Linked DNA regions of Hordeum vulgare: region 1 is linked to region 2. A link is a contact called in public Hi-C data. All regions are on one chromosome and are shown on one strand. The core of a region is the stretch at or near the end of the contact, and the rest is flanking DNA. Distances in the headings are between cores, read along the strand shown. Region 1 holds the start of LOC123440347. Region 2 has its middle 5.5 kb from the start of LOC123440346.

The links. Hi-C and Micro-C count contacts between places; a contact is called where the count stands out from the background.
Region 1: a Hi-C map of seedling shows a contact between it and region 2, with 2.5 times the contacts expected there. The contact joins the promoter of LOC123440347 here to the enhancer-like site in region 2. A contact is called at or near these places in 1 of 6 Hi-C or Micro-C datasets (seedling) and 1 of 1 datasets of contacts at active chromatin or transcription factors (embryo).

What each region holds. Positions count from the first base shown.
Region 1 is chr3H:513,241,692-513,246,376 of MorexV3_pseudomolecules_assembly, reverse strand. LOC123440347 reads left to right here and starts at 3,299. Exons shown (of 2, transcript XM_045116918.1): 1 at 3,299-4,563. The coding sequence starts at 3,765.
Region 2 is chr3H:513,091,433-513,095,769 of MorexV3_pseudomolecules_assembly, reverse strand. No RefSeq gene overlaps it. Among protein-coding and RNA genes, the nearest start is that of LOC123440346, 5.5 kb to the right of the region's middle. Within about 2 kb of position 2,994, at least 3 of the 3 cell types and tissues checked have open chromatin away from gene starts, as enhancers often do. A contact at or near this core is called in seedling, where this site is marked.

The sequences.
Region 1 (4,685 bases), core at 2,050-4,549, 150 kb before region 2:
AGTGGATCGGTGATGGATGAGTATGACGGATGTGATTCATCATGTAACAGCTATAACACGGAGAGATATGTAACTAGCTCCCGTTCGTCAATCTAATGTAGGCATGTATTCCGTATGTAGTCATACGTGCTTAGGGAAAAGAACTTGCATGACACCATTGTCCATCCCTCCCGTGGCAGCGGGGTCCTGGAAACTACGGAATATTAAGGTTCTCCTTTTAATAAAGAACCGGACCAACGCATTAACACGCGGTGAATACATGAAGTCCTCATATTATCGTCACCTCCGAGAGTGGTTCCGGCTATTATCACTCCGGGGTTGCTGGGTCATAACACATAGTAGGTGACTACAACTTGCAAGATAGGATCTAAAACACACATATATTGGCAACAACATAATAGGTTCAGATCTGAAATCATGGCAGTCGGGCCCTAGTGACAAGCATTAAGCATAGCCAAGTAGTAGCAACATCAATCTATAACATAGTGGATACTAGGGATCAATCCCCGTCAAAAACTAACTCGATTACATAATAGATCTCATCCAACTCATCACCGTCCATCAAGCCTACGATGAGATTACTCACGAACGATGAAGAGCATCATGGAATTGTCGATGGAGGAAGGTTGATGATGACGATGGCGACGATTTCCCCTCTCCGGAGCCTGGAACAGACTCCAGATCTGCCCTCCAGATGAAGAACATGATGTGGCGGCGCCTCCGTATCGTAAAACGCGATGAAACCTTCTCTCTGTTTTTTTTCCGGGCGAGACGGAAGATATAGAGCTGAGTTTGGGGGCGATGGAGCCACGTGTGCCCCATAAGCCCTGACGGCGCTGCCAGGGGGGTGGCCGCGGCCTGTGGGCTTGTGGCCCACTGGTCCACCTCCTCCGGTGGATCTTTGCGCAGGTATTTTTCTTTTATTCCAGAAAAATTCTCCGTAAATTTTTAGGACATTCCGAGAACTTTTATTTCTGCACAAAAACAACACCATGGCAATTCTGCTGAAAACAGCGTCATTCCGGGTTAGTTCCATTTAAATCATGCAAGTTAGAGTCCAAAACAAGGGCAAAAGAGTTCGGAAAAGTAGATACGACGGAGACGTATCAAGGCTCCCCTGCCTTGGCTCTCAAGCTTTCCGATCTTCTTCCGTTACGGAAAAAATCTTTTCGGGGATTTTCTTACTTTTGGACTCCATTTCAAAATCTCTTCTGAAAGGGGTAAAAAACATGGAAAAACAGGAACTGGCACTTGGCACTGAGTTAATAAGTTAGTCCCAAAAAATATATAAAAGGCATGCAAAACATCCAAAGTTTGACAAGATAATAGCATGAAACCATCAAAAATTATAGATACGTTGGAGACGTATCACCGGGACGACACCCTTCTCAACTACAAGCTCATGTGCTCCGAGCCGGCCTTCCTAGAAACCTCATGATCAAGGCGGAGAAGCATGCCACCGCCAACTCTGCCATGTGCGTGAAAGTCGATGCAACCAGTAAGGACGTGTCGGCTCGTCCGGCCACCCAGAAGCCAGCCGACGACAGCGAGCCCTGGCAAAATAATGACCCCAACAGCAAGTGCAAGATGGACCAACTGGACCCGCGCTACTTCGTCTGGTTGGTGGCAACCACTAAAGAAGAGCAGCTGGCCGGCCAGGGCGCGGCCAAACGACAGCACACCGGCAAGTCCGCCTGGCTGCCAAAGCTCACCTTCGAGCAGATGCTCGACGTGTCATACAAGATGCACAGCGGCACGAAACCAACCACACACACCCTCCTCCAGTGCAGCTTCTCCCAGTGGTTGGCTCGGGGCGAGGGTCTTCCGTTTCCTCCCCCTCCGGGTCAGCGAGCTTTGGCTCCGACGCCTAGTCTGGTATTTCCGTGTCAATACAACAATAGTACATGCACAAAGGAGGAGGAGACTACAAAAAAATAGAAATATAAATACCAAGGCAACAATAATATCAACATGTTTATTTTGATGAGTGAAGCATACCGGAGGCCTGATGTACGGTGAAATAGCAACGGATGGATCTTTCTCATAATTGGCGCACATAAAAAAACTTCATGCCCATCCAATCTAAAAGATCCGTCACCTTCTTCACCTTGCAGAGATCACCACATCAACAACGCACAACTTTCAGCCCGAGAAGCATACTCGTACTCTTCATTTTCCTAGGCCTAATGCTTTGATCCTAGCAAGGCAAACTCATAATGACTAGAGCGTTTGTGTTTTCAAGTGTGGCTGGACATTGAAGGAAGAGAGTTCCAATGCCTCATTTTATAGACTGAGATGACAAGTGCAATGGCGGGAAAACGAGGCTGGAAAGAAATGGCGCGAAAGCGGAAATGTCGGAAAAATTATAAAGGGGCAATTTTGATATCGTGGACATCAAATTTTTTTCATTACGGGAAAAAAATCATGCATTTATTGGCTTTGCCAACACCAACTAGTATCAGTTGATCACGAGTAGGTCAATTAGTACTAATTGGTCACAACTTTACCGATTAGTACTAATTGGTCACGGCTAAGCCGATTAGTACTTATCAACCTAGACAAGGTCGATGAGTACCTAAGTGAAAGGCCGACAAGCCTGTCGGCCTCGCCGTAGCCGATAGGAGCTAATTGGCCTTGGCTAAGCCGACACAATCGCATTTTTGAAAGTTTTTGATCCAACATATTATTTTTCAAACTAATGAAAAAAGCAACGTTTAAAAGAAAATAGCCGAGCACCGGCTATATATATGTGCAGCTCTAGTTAAAAAAATTGTATGCACTAATTAATGTCTTGAAAAGAAACATCCACTTGTTTGGTCCGCCCAAATATTTCTCTCTAGCTCTGCCACTCTAGCCTATATACATATAGATAGATATGTTGGTATGAGTTTCACGGATATTTTACATGTTTTCTATACGCACATATCAGATTAAGACAAAAAATTAGAGCACACTTATACATATGCAACATCCGTCGAAAATTCCTAAAACATGAGTGAACTGATTTTCTTTTTTACTTAAACCAGGATAGTTATACTGCACTAGGGGTAAAATGGTTTTTCTGCCTCATACTTGACAACTTAATGCCTAAAATAGACAAAAGTATAGTATAAGAAACAAAAATTACTTAAGATGCCGAATTGGAAATATTTTTTATTTAAGCCAAATAAGAAATCAAATTTTAAGAAAAGGTTAAATAAGGAATTCTCTAAAAAATATGGTACTACGTATGCATAGAACACACGCGCCCGTGCCGTGCGCCCCCGGCATCACGGCCTCGGCTTGTTCCTTTTTGTTGCTGCGGCCCCCTTGTCTTGAGCGCCCACCTGTACCTGCCGCCCCCGTCCCCATTTACAATTCAACATTTGTTCCTACTCGCCAGACCTCACCCTCACCCAACTCGCTCGGTCCCCATCTCTCCCGAGCATCTCGTATCGTATCCATAGACTGCACCACACCTCTCACCTCAGAGCGGCTCGCTCCCGGCAAGCTAGCGAGCCACACACACAGGCACAGCGTCAGCGGAGCAGAGCAGCTCTGCAGTTCGTTTGGTGGCGCGCCTTTACTGCCGCCCAAGCCCAACCCCATGGCGGTTTAATTGCCTCTGCCCGCCTGCCCCGCTCGCTATCTCTCGCTCGGAATCGGGTGCTCCCGCTGCGGCGCCCCAGCCTGCGCCTGCCATAAGTAATGCGCGCTCCGCGGTGACTCACCGACGACGCGCGCATTCACGCCCCAGCTACCTCCGCGTCCGCGTGCAGCTCGACATGGGCGAGAGGAGGAGGCGTGCGAGCGCCGTCGCCGGCGGGGACGGCCAACGTGGGGAGGAGAAGGCCGCGGCCCCGGCGCCGGCGCCCACGGTGTGGTTCGCGCTCAAGAAGTCGCTGCAGTGCCGGTCCCAGTCGTCGGAGGTGCACGTGCCCAAGCCCAAGCCCAGCTCCAGCTCCAGCTCCAGCGCCAGCGTCGGCAATGGCGGGCACCTGTCATCCATCGTGACCAAGCGCGCGGCGCGGTCCGGGTGCTCGCGCTCCATAGCCAACCTGCGGGACGTCATCCACGGGAGCAAGCGCCACCCGGGCCAGCCGCCCAGCTGCAGCCCGCGCTCCATCGGCAGCAGCGAGTTCCTCAACCCCATCGCCCACGAGGTGGTGCTCAGCACCAACTCCCGCTGCGAGCTCAAGATCACCGGCTTCGGCGGCTGCGGCGGCCTCGGGGCGTCGGGGGGAGGAGCGCCCGCGCACGACGCGGACGGCGGCGACGGCGGTGGCGTCGTGTCTTCGTTCGTGGGCACGCTCCGCCCCGGCACGCCGGGGCCCGGCTGGAGCCACGGGCTGCAGTACAGCGGCTCGTGCCGTGCGGGCAGCATGCGGTGCACGCCGCCGAGGTCGCCGAACCCGCTGCTGGACAGGGACGGCGCCACCGCGCCCACAACCCACCGGGCATCCTGCGAGGTCGACGCGCCCAAGACCGGCGACAAGGGCTCCGGCGGCCTCAGCTGCCACAGGTGCCCCGAGCAGTTCAGCAAATGGGAGGCGCTGGAGGCGCACCACCTATCCAAACATGCAGGTGAGGATGACATCTGCACTGCATTGCTTTTGTTGGTGGTACGCTACTACTAGTTCATATCGGTTGGTAGATCTTCACGGAGTACTGGGAATGTTACTCCTATCCTTTTCGCACTTCAGTAA
Region 2 (4,337 bases), core at 1,745-4,244:
CCACCTACACCTATCATAAGGGCAATGAATAGTGAAACTTCCTGGCTCACTCCTATCAACCTCATAAGAGTTTTCAGTGACAATGCAATATGTAGTCACTGCATTACGACAGTCCACCATCGATTCGAATACGGTTCCTGGAGTAAGGTCAGGATTTTCCCTGTCCCACTCAATTGTTGGCACGTCCTCACCATCATATTCTTGTAAAACTAAGGAGTCGATGTTCTCCTCCCTCTCTTCATCGTCAGTGTCATCAAATCTAGCACGGCTGCAAGGCTCCTCTGCATATTCATCTTCCACTGCATATTGACTGACTCTATCTACCAGTTCAGGGAATAGAATCTCATCCTCATCATCATGTCGAGGCACTTCCTCGTCAGGCTCTGCATCTACTTCTACATCAGGTGCAGAAGGGAGAGGAGAAGTGGCAGAATTAGCGGCAGCCGACATGTTGTGGCTTTCAGAACCACTAGGTTTACTTGGTCTCGACCTACAAGGAGTGCGAGGACGCTCGCTATTAGCAGAGACAGATGATGTCTGAACACCCTTCGGGATACGTTGTTTGCGTGCGTGAAGCACACCGATATGGATTTTACCGAAACGGCTGTCAGCATTCAAACTAAATAGCAATCCCAGATGCTCATTACAAGTTAATGGGAGAAATCTCTGCTCGGTACTGTCAAAATATCTCAGTTCAACAGCATCGGCAGGGCTCCACGGATACTCACAACAGAGTGCCTCGCGGAAATCTCTGAACGAAACGGTGGTTTCTACCACTTTAGGATAGAAAAATCCAGAAATCGCATACGGTTTAGTTCCACGCAACTCGCTAGTTTCCATTCTAACCTCCAGCCGAAAAGCAAGTGCAGGATCAACCCTATTCATTTGAAATAAGATAAAGGGCGCAGTTAGGCCTAAAATTTTTAGATAAATTGCGCTGATTCACGCAAACGGTGGTCAAATACAGCCTAATTTACGGATCTCCTAATCAATTTGAGAGGAAAACGATGCTTACCCAGGTGGAATCCATGAATTATCAGCCTCTGATTCGACCCAATCATCTCCACGGTCGATGGGCCGGACGGGGTGCCCCCCCCCTCGACATCGCTTCCTAATCCTAGATGGGGAGAGAGGGTGGATGCGGCGGAGGCGACACGACTGCGGCGGAGGCGACACGACGGCAGCGGAGGGGGCGGCGCGGAAGCGACTGGATCTAATTCAGGTGAGTGTCAGTTTCGCGGCCCCACTGGTTACCACGTAGCGGTCAAAATGTGTACTCCGCCCTATGCGGCCCCACTAGTGAGAGTTAACGGTCAAGCCATTGACCCGACAGCAACGTCGGTTGTGACCAGTTCTAAGGGTTTCGGGCAAGGGAGTGGGGAAAAGTGAGCTAAAGTTAAGAGCGTGGGGATGAATGAGTAGAACTAACGAACGAGGGGCACAGAAAAAAAATCCCAAGAATTAATGGTCAGGATACTCGGTGCATAATATTATGGCATATATTGGGAGACTCTCATAAGAAAACTTCCACGACATAAATAATGCGTGTGTCTATCAATAAAACACAGATGCTATTCTTTTCCTTTTTCAACATTCAACCAAAAGAACAAAAGAAGCATAGTAATAGACGGAATATTGCTTTTGGCTCCCGAGCTCACTGGAGGCCTTTAAATTCAAACTTCAAATTCAGTGAAAATTTGTATTTTAATGTTTCAAAAAATTCTGAAAAAAAATACATAGATAGATGAAGGTATAATACACAAGTGTGTAAATTTTCAGAACAAAATATGTTGAAATGAGGACTGTGCAAAAAAGACAAATCTGAGGCTGTTTAACACATGTTACTATTCATCATTTCAGACCATGAATTTGTCTTTTCTGTACAGATCACGTTTTAAAGTATTTTGACCTGAAATTTTACACACATGTCGGTTACATACTTACATACATACATATTTTTTTCAGAATTTTTTAAACTATAAAAATTTGAATTTGATTTTTTTAAAAATAAAGGCCTCCATGAAACAAAACGTCATTCTCAGTAATAGAGATCCTATGAGATCTTGTCCAAACGTGGAGGCACCTCACCCTTGGTATCGACCTACGTAGCATCTATGCTTATATCCAAAGCACACTAAGCTAAAATAGGAGAGGAGGGAGGAAAGGTAGACGAAGAAAAAGAGCGTCCCTCACCTCGCGCCTAGGGGCGGCTCGTGCGGAAACCCCTCCACCACCGTTGGCCCCCCTCCACCCTCCTCATCCCCTCACCGCCATCGGCGCATGCCTCCAGACAAAGCCCGCCGGCGGCCGACGACGGTGGGACTTGGTCCTCGTGCACTCGCGGCGGGGAGGAGCGTCCTCCCCAGTGGTTTGGCTACTCTGGATCTGGGAGGCTCGGTGGCGGCTGGTCACGGACAATGCTCCAGCGGGCTGTTGCGAGGTCTCGTGGTCCTCTGGTGCAGCGTAGGGGTGGCAGAAGTGCAGGGCGCGGTGCGGGGCACGAACGATGGTGTTGCGGGCCAAATCTGTACCGAGTCTGGTGCTTCTGCTGCGGGGCTGGCATGGAGCTCGACCAGTGCATCGGTGGCCGGTTCCGCCGTGTGAAGGTGTGGATCCGGTGCTGGGGAGGACGCGGCAGCTCACGGTGGCCGCATCGGGCAGCTAGGTGGGGCCGCGCAAGGTGGCACATGCTGGGCGGCGGTCGCGGTCAGGGATGTGGACGGAGCGGTGACAACGGCCAGGGGCGGCAGTGCTGCTCCGTGTGCCGTGGATCAGGAGCATGGGCGGGCTGAGGATCGCAAGGACAGAAGCCGGGGCGTGCAAGGGGACGAGCAGGGCGGCGCTGCGTTGGTGGCCGCGTGTTTGTCGAGGCACGGGCGAGTTCGGCGAATCTGGTGAGGCGTGATCTACGCATGGGGTCCTGCAGTGGCAGATGCAGGCGCACAAGGGGCCGGGCGACACGGATTTGCTGCTCGGAGGTCGCGATGTGTGAGGACCCGTGAAGGTGGTCACATCCTTCCGGATTTGACCTTGGTGGCTTGTTGGAGGCTTGCTGATGCATGATGTGCGGGGCTTGAGAGGTTGAGTCGGGCGAAAACTTGTCTCCGGCGTGTCCGAAGCCGACGATGGCTACGCTTTCAAGCGTCAGTTCCTTCTCGCTGGCATCGTCGAGGTACTCTCAGCTCTAATCTTCGCAGCTTCGGGAAAAACCCTAGATCCATGGGATCAGACGATGACGATGCTCCAACGTATCCTCTCTTGAGGGCTTTGTCATTGGAGCTAGGCATCATCAAGCGGGACCGATGAAAGTTGGTGGTATTGACGTCGAGGCTTCTATGACAACAATGGTGTGTGTGTGTGATGTCGGAGGCGTGACAATGGTTGCAGTAGTCGGTTTTCTCCGGCATGTTAGTGGGATTACCTCGGGTTGTTTTGTTGCGGTGAAGTCGGAGGTGTGGCGGCGAGGCCGCTGTGCCGACGATGACAGTGAGCAGGTGATATGTTCAGTGGTCTTCCACGATGCCAGTCTTGCATAGTTCTCCTTCAGAGCTATCTTTCAGAGTCGGAGTTGTGCTCTCCTTGACGCGGGTGGCTGAGTTTGGCACGGGGATTCTTGTGTTTCACACTGCCTCTACGCTCTGGGTTGGGTCGACATCTGTCTTCAGAGAAGTTGAAGTCGCTTGCTCAGTAATTAGGGATGGCGATGACGCGTGCTGGGGAGAAGTGATGACGATGACATCGGTGTGTTATGTTGACGAGACCTTCTATATTAATGTGTACTATCATGTGTGTGTCGCTCAACGGTTTGTGACGGTTTTCGTTCGGTTTTTCATTTATTAATCAGACAACTCTCTTCTGTTTTATTAATGAGATAAGGCAAGACTTTTGCCTCCGGAAAAAATAGGAGGGGAAGACATGAGAAAATATAAGCACATCTGCACAGCAAAAGGAAACTATATGTCAGGATATACACGCACAAAGATGGTATGGCAGAAGAATAACCTAAAAACCTAAAGGGCTGCGACATATTGTGTATATGGCAGAAGAACAACTGAAAATCCTGATGGCATGGTATAAAAAACATGATGAAACAAAACTCAATTTGCTAAACCAATACAGTATGTTATTAAGGAAAACAATCTGTAAACCAACTCACAACCATATCAATGTCAAACAGAAAGCAACACTGTTTCTTAAAAGCATATGATAGTATTTAGTATTTACAATATCTATGCCGAGATATACTCCCTCAATCCAAAAATACTTGTCAAAGAAATGGATGTATCTATATGTATTTTAGTTTTAGATACGTCCATTTTTATCAATTTCTCCAACAA